2 separate regions of the Mus musculus genome follow, and region 2 is linked to region 1. The links are chromatin contacts, called in public HiChIP or PLAC-seq maps. All regions are on one chromosome and are shown on one strand. Each heading gives the region's core, a stretch centred on a gene start, on an enhancer-like site or on the middle of the called end of the contact. The rest is flanking DNA. Distances are from core to core; before and after follow the strand shown.

The links. HiChIP or PLAC-seq counts read pairs in DNA pulled down with a chosen protein or histone mark.
Region 2: an H3K4me3 HiChIP or PLAC-seq map of pro-B cells shows a contact between it and region 1, with 5 times the contacts expected there. The contact joins the enhancer-like site here to the promoter of Tmem168 in region 1. A contact is called at or near these places in 4 of 39 promoter capture datasets (the C10 cell line, cranial neural crest and pre-B cells) and 4 of 115 datasets of contacts at active chromatin or transcription factors (the NIH/3T3 cell line, bone marrow-derived macrophages, large pre-B cells and 1 more).

The regions. Positions count from the first base shown.
Region 1 is chr6:13,606,715-13,609,472 of GRCm38.p6, forward strand. Tmem168 (transmembrane protein 168) reads right to left here and starts at 1,384. Exons shown (of 5, transcript NM_028990.5): 1 at 1,116-1,384.
Region 2 is chr6:14,120,324-14,123,081 of GRCm38.p6, forward strand. No RefSeq gene overlaps it. Among named protein-coding and RNA genes, the nearest start is that of Gm38767, 100 kb to the left of the region's middle. Within about 2 kb of position 1,413, at least 18 of the 459 cell types and tissues checked have an H3K27ac peak or open chromatin away from gene starts, as enhancers often do. A contact at or near this core is called in pro-B cells, where this site is marked.

The sequences.
Region 1 (2,758 bases), core at 134-2,633:
TGTAAACTTTTCAGTGCCTTTATAAAGTGCTACACAGTGGACAGGAATAACTGCCCCATCTGTTACTGCTCTTCCTCTCACTTTTATTCCAACTACACTTCAATTATGAACTACAGAAATGGCGTGCCCTCTCTGGACATATTCCTTTTCCTCCTCCTAGCCCTATCTGCCCTTTATCTGTCAAACCCTTCATTCAGGTGTGGGCTTACAATTCTTTTCGTAGGAGAATCGCCTCTCGGATCACTCTCTCTGAAATGGAAAAGTAAAACTACTCTTTTCTTCACCATTTGTTTAATGTCTGCATTCTTCACAGGTCACAAAGTCTCTGGGGAGATCTGTCTTCCACAATGCACGCTCAGTATCCAGCAGTCTGTAATCAAGTTAACATTCAATTCCGAAGGGGGGGGGGCGGGGAGAGGAGACTGACTAATAATAGAAAAAACTACTTAAGAAATGCAGATAAAATAAACCACTTTCTAATAAGCCACAGCTAGCACTAGTACTTAAGTGAGAGTCCAGGAATCATTGGCTTGTCTGCTCTTGGCTTTACTCCAACCTTCACTTAATTCACCAAATTTCTTCCAAAACAGAAAAGTGCCCTCATGGTGTCCTAAGACAATGGACTTCAAGACACAATGTATCGCTTTCATAATCCTTCAGTGGAAATCTATGTCTGTTCCTCGTAGGGGAAATGTCCAAACCTGAAAGAACAACACTGAGCCGTCAGGAGTTGGAGACCTGCAGCCTAGTTTCTCTGAGTTCCTGCTAATAACTCTTTCGGCCCACCTCTTAACTAGAAGAATGGCAACTCGGACTCTCCTTTTTGAGCAGCTATGGTAACTTCTCTCCCGTTAGGGCTCGATCTAGCGAGAGATGGAGAAGTGGGCTCGGGACCCTGGCTGTTCCGCTACCCCTTAGCTCTGGGACGAGGCGACACCACGCGACTCCCGGGTCAGGGTGAGGCGGGACACCGAGGCACGCCCTCCCTTGGCGGTCGCCAGCCCCCGAGCATCGATCCCACCAGGAGGCCGACGGGGCGGGGCCTGGCCGGCTCAGCCGGACCCTGGGCGGCGCCCCAGCCCTCCGCCGCCCCTCGGCTCCCGGATGCCCCTTACCCGAGTCAGCGGTCGCCAGCGAGCCTCGCTCTTTCCGCTGCGAAGCTCGCAGAGCCAAAGGGCGCGGAGCCTCCGAGCCAGAACGCGGAGGTGATGTGGGGACGTGAGCCCGAGGCCTCCCGCACTAGCACCGCAAGGCCTCGGTAGAAACTTTCGCTAGGACCGACACGGCCGCCATGTTTCCGCCGCTGACTCCCAGCGCTACGGATCGCCGTCAGGGACAAGGCGCGCCGCGCGCTTCCTTCCCTGGCCCGGCCTCCTAGCCGCTCTCCACGCCCAGCGGCGAGCCTGGGGAGGCAGGTGCTCGCTGCGCTGCCCCACCCTGGGCCTGTTTAACTCCCACCCGGGATTAGCAGCAAAAGCAGGGAAGACCACGGATGATCAGGCCCCAAAGCAGCGAGGTCACCGCTTAGAGTTGGACCGAAACTGAGCCAGCTAGAGTGGGATAATTGCAAGTGGACTATAAATCTATGTAGAAGGCGTTGCTGCTCTTTCATATAGGTGGTATAATATATGGCTTTGCATATGCTGACCAAACCTTCAAAACCTGTCTCTCCTTGCCCCAGCCTGCTTTTCTAATTAAGTCCGCCATTAATCCCCAATCCTGAACATCTTTATTCTACAGCCCTAGCTAGCTTTCCTTGGCCCTAAGCGCACCTTCAAACACCACAGATGATTTTAATCTGCATTCTGATGGCACTTAAATTAACATAGTTGTACACACGTGAGCGCCGCATTTCACAGGTGCTGCGGAGCAGCAGTCTCAGGGGTTGAAATTGGTTTCTCCATCTGTGAAATGGTAACAAAACCTTTCTCACAGGACTGTGAATATACAGGGAAACAGTGTGTCCCTCCATGTACAAAATGAATTTAAAAGATATTCAATACCTGTAAGAACACGTTGTTAAGGAGGGCTTTAAGACAGTCTCGTTCGCGTACGGACCGCTATAAATCCATCTTGCAATGGAGAGGAGATAATGGTTCCAGTTCAATAGAGAGCTTGTAAAAGTGGGACTTTAACGATTAGGATGCGGTAGGGATGCTTGAGCAAATGGGGAATCACATTAGCTTTAAGGGGGACAATGACTTGGAAGCATAACAACATTGTTGCTAACACAACAAAGGTACTTGTTACCTTGAAAACAGGAAGATAAGAAAGATAGAAAGCTAAACTGACTTCATGGCGTTCTTAGTTAAAAACTAGATTTTACTAGGGAATGCACAGTTGGGCCTGAAAAACAAGTTCTGAACGAAGCCTGAATAGAATACGGCCAGGCAAAAAGCAAGAAAACCCCTTTCCTTTCCCAAAAAAAAACATTTCCACCAAAAAGTCCCTGCCTGCCTTCTGATTCCATTTCCTGCTGCTTGCAGCCCCTCATATAGGTCAAACCATTTCAAACCCCTAGCCCGCTCATGTGTAAACAAACACTGATAACATCTATCCGACAAAGTTTCTTCTGTGGATTGAGGGAGAATGTGTGTTTTAAAAATGCCTTACAACCTTTAAATGGCTTATCCTTTCAGATAAACCTCCAAATCCTTAAATAGGGCATGTGGGTGTTATCTCAGTGGTAGCATGCTTACCTAGCTTGCATGATGGAGCAAGGGGGGGGGGGGGGGCGGACAGAGGAACATCCTCATAT
Region 2 (2,758 bases), core at 163-2,662, 510 kb after region 1:
AATAAAGATACCAAATTTATTTCTGTATTTGAAGATTCATCGTTATATGAAGTGGAAACGTAAGGGTTCTTTGGAAAGTCAGTTAGATGGTGTTTTGCTGGGGCAAACATGTGAAGGAATGTTTAGCTGAAGTGGAGACAGGTGAAAGATTAAGGCAGAGTAGTGAGTAAAGAATTGTTTAGCGAAAGGAGACACAAGAGAGAGGATGTTCTGCTAAAGCAAGCACATGAAAGGACACTTGGTGGATTCTTTGCTAATGACACGCATGAATTGCTTTACTTTACATTACATTGAACTATACTTGTGGGGACTCCATAGAAAGAAATGCACCAAAAAAACCCTTCTGGTTACATGCTGTAGTTTCTTGCTTCTTCTGTGATCTCCAGATGGTAAATAGGATGTGGGAAGGACTGGCGGCTGGTCTTGGCTTGTTATTGGAGCTAGCAGTGCAACACATGTGGGTCTCAGCATCTTTGCTGATCTTCACTTCGCTGAGAGAGGCACAGCTAGAACGGCTCCTGGCATTCCTCCAACTCCTTCCTGCTGACCTGAGGTTGAGGCCTGGCTGTTTTTACTAGGTAGTGCCTCCGCTGCTGATTTGTGCTTGCTATCTCGACTCTATTGAACTGGACTGCTAGTGTATTTGTGAAGTGTTTGCAAGTGGATCTGGCTGCGGCTGCTGACCTGTGAACTGAACTGCCCATTTCCAGACAACACAGACAGGAGTCGCTCCAAAGGACCTTTCTAAACAGGTTCACCTCTCTTGTATCCTTTCTTTTCCACTACCTCTGGTGAGTGGTGGCTATAAGGGAGATTAAAGCGTTTAAAAACCATCATTTAAAATTAGCCTTGAAAAAAAAATTAAAGTTACAGTTATATAGAAAAATGTCCCTTTGTAAATCATTCTGAATGTGGTTATGAGAGACAGTACTGGGCCGTCAGAAGGTTTGCCTCTGCTTTCTTTCTCTGAGGGTTGAATAGCTATACTTTGTGTCGCCTCTGATTCCGACCAGCAGAAAAGAGTGATGATACCGCGTTCTTCTCAAAGCAGTTTATTCAGGAACCTTTCAACATGAATACAGGAAAAATCTCTCTCTTCCCCAATCATAATCCCTTATATAACCCCTCTACCACGCCCTATCAGCCCAGTCCACGTAACAGCAGTCCATTGGCCAGAATCATCACTCATCATATGGTCCGATCTTGCATCATGGTGCACCTGCGCAGTTCACCCAGTGGACATGACTTAATCAGGGTGTATGAGGAAGTCAGGTGCAAGTCATGAGACTTGGCTGCAGTCCCAAGCGCCATCTTGGGACTGCTGCCAGACCCGTTCCTCACAACTTTGTGAGTCTGTGAGGAAGCTTCTATGATCTGCTGAGCCTATGTTTGCCTTCACGGTTGGTTGGGTAGGCTAGTGGTGAGGCTGAAGGAGAACTGAAACTAGCAGGGCAGTAGATCTCAGTCTGCACCCAGCACAACCTGTCTCAGCCAGGCCTTTAACTCTCTGACAGTTCTAGTGATGCTGAAAGGCAGCTGAGCTAACCAGACTGGTGTTCGCAAATGTCACTAGAGTAGTTAGTCATTATCATTAGAATTGCATGTTCTTTGTACAAGTCCAAGTCTCTACGTGCTTATCCAGAAAACTATGTCTATATAAAGTACTCTTCCTATGGGAAAAATTTCCTATCTTGAACTTAGTCCTAAATCCTTGAAACTCCTTCTACCAAGTCTATGCTTAGAGTAGTAGAAAATATTGCTTTTTATTTGTGTCTGGATGAACCACTCTGTCCCTCTGCCGGCCGCAAAGCAGGTGGCTTTATTTCATTACCCAAACCGGGTTCTATTCCCTTCCTGTTTAAAAGGTTCAATGGCTTATGTTGAAGGAATATAAAAATATTTTACAAGCTGCATCCTCATGTCAGTATAATGTTGGTTTTCTGAACAGTCCAAGCTCTTTCCAGCCTCAGACTTTGATGCTATTTTTCCTGCTACCTCAATACTCTTCCAGCACCTTTCTCATTGATTCTCAATGTTTGTTTTATTTTAAAATCTTTTTTTCATTTTTTGAAGATTTATTTTATTTATTAATTAATTTATTATTTTACATTCAATTTTTTATGCCCCCACCCGTCCACCCTCTGACTGCTCCACATCCCATACCTACTCCCCACACCCCTATCTCCACGTGAATGTCCTCGACTCCCACCCCACCTGACCTCTATACTCCCTGGGGCCTCCAGTCTATTGAGCATTAGGTGCATCATCTATGAATGAACACAGACCTGGAAGTCCTCTAGTGTATGTGTGTTGGGGGGCCTCATATCAGCTGGGACATCTACCTGATTGGGAGTCCAGTGTTTGAGAGATCTCAGGAGTCCAGATTAATTGAGACTACTAGTCCTCGTACAGGATTGCCCTTCCCAGCTTCTTTCACCCTTCTCTAATTCAACAACAGGGATCAGCTGCTTCTGCCCATTGGTTGGGTGCAAACATCTGCATTTGACTGTTTCAACAGCTTGTTGGATCTTCCGGAGTGTGGTCATGCTAGGTCCCTTTTAAAAAAATTAAAAATTAAAAAATCATTTATTTTTAATGTTATAATATAATTACATCATTTTCCCATTTCCATTCTTCCCCCAATCCCTCTCTTACACTCTCATTGTTCCCTCTGAAATTCATGGCCTATTTTTTATTAATTTATTTATTTTTACATTTTTTAATTAGGTATTTTCCTCTTTTACACTTCCAATGCAAT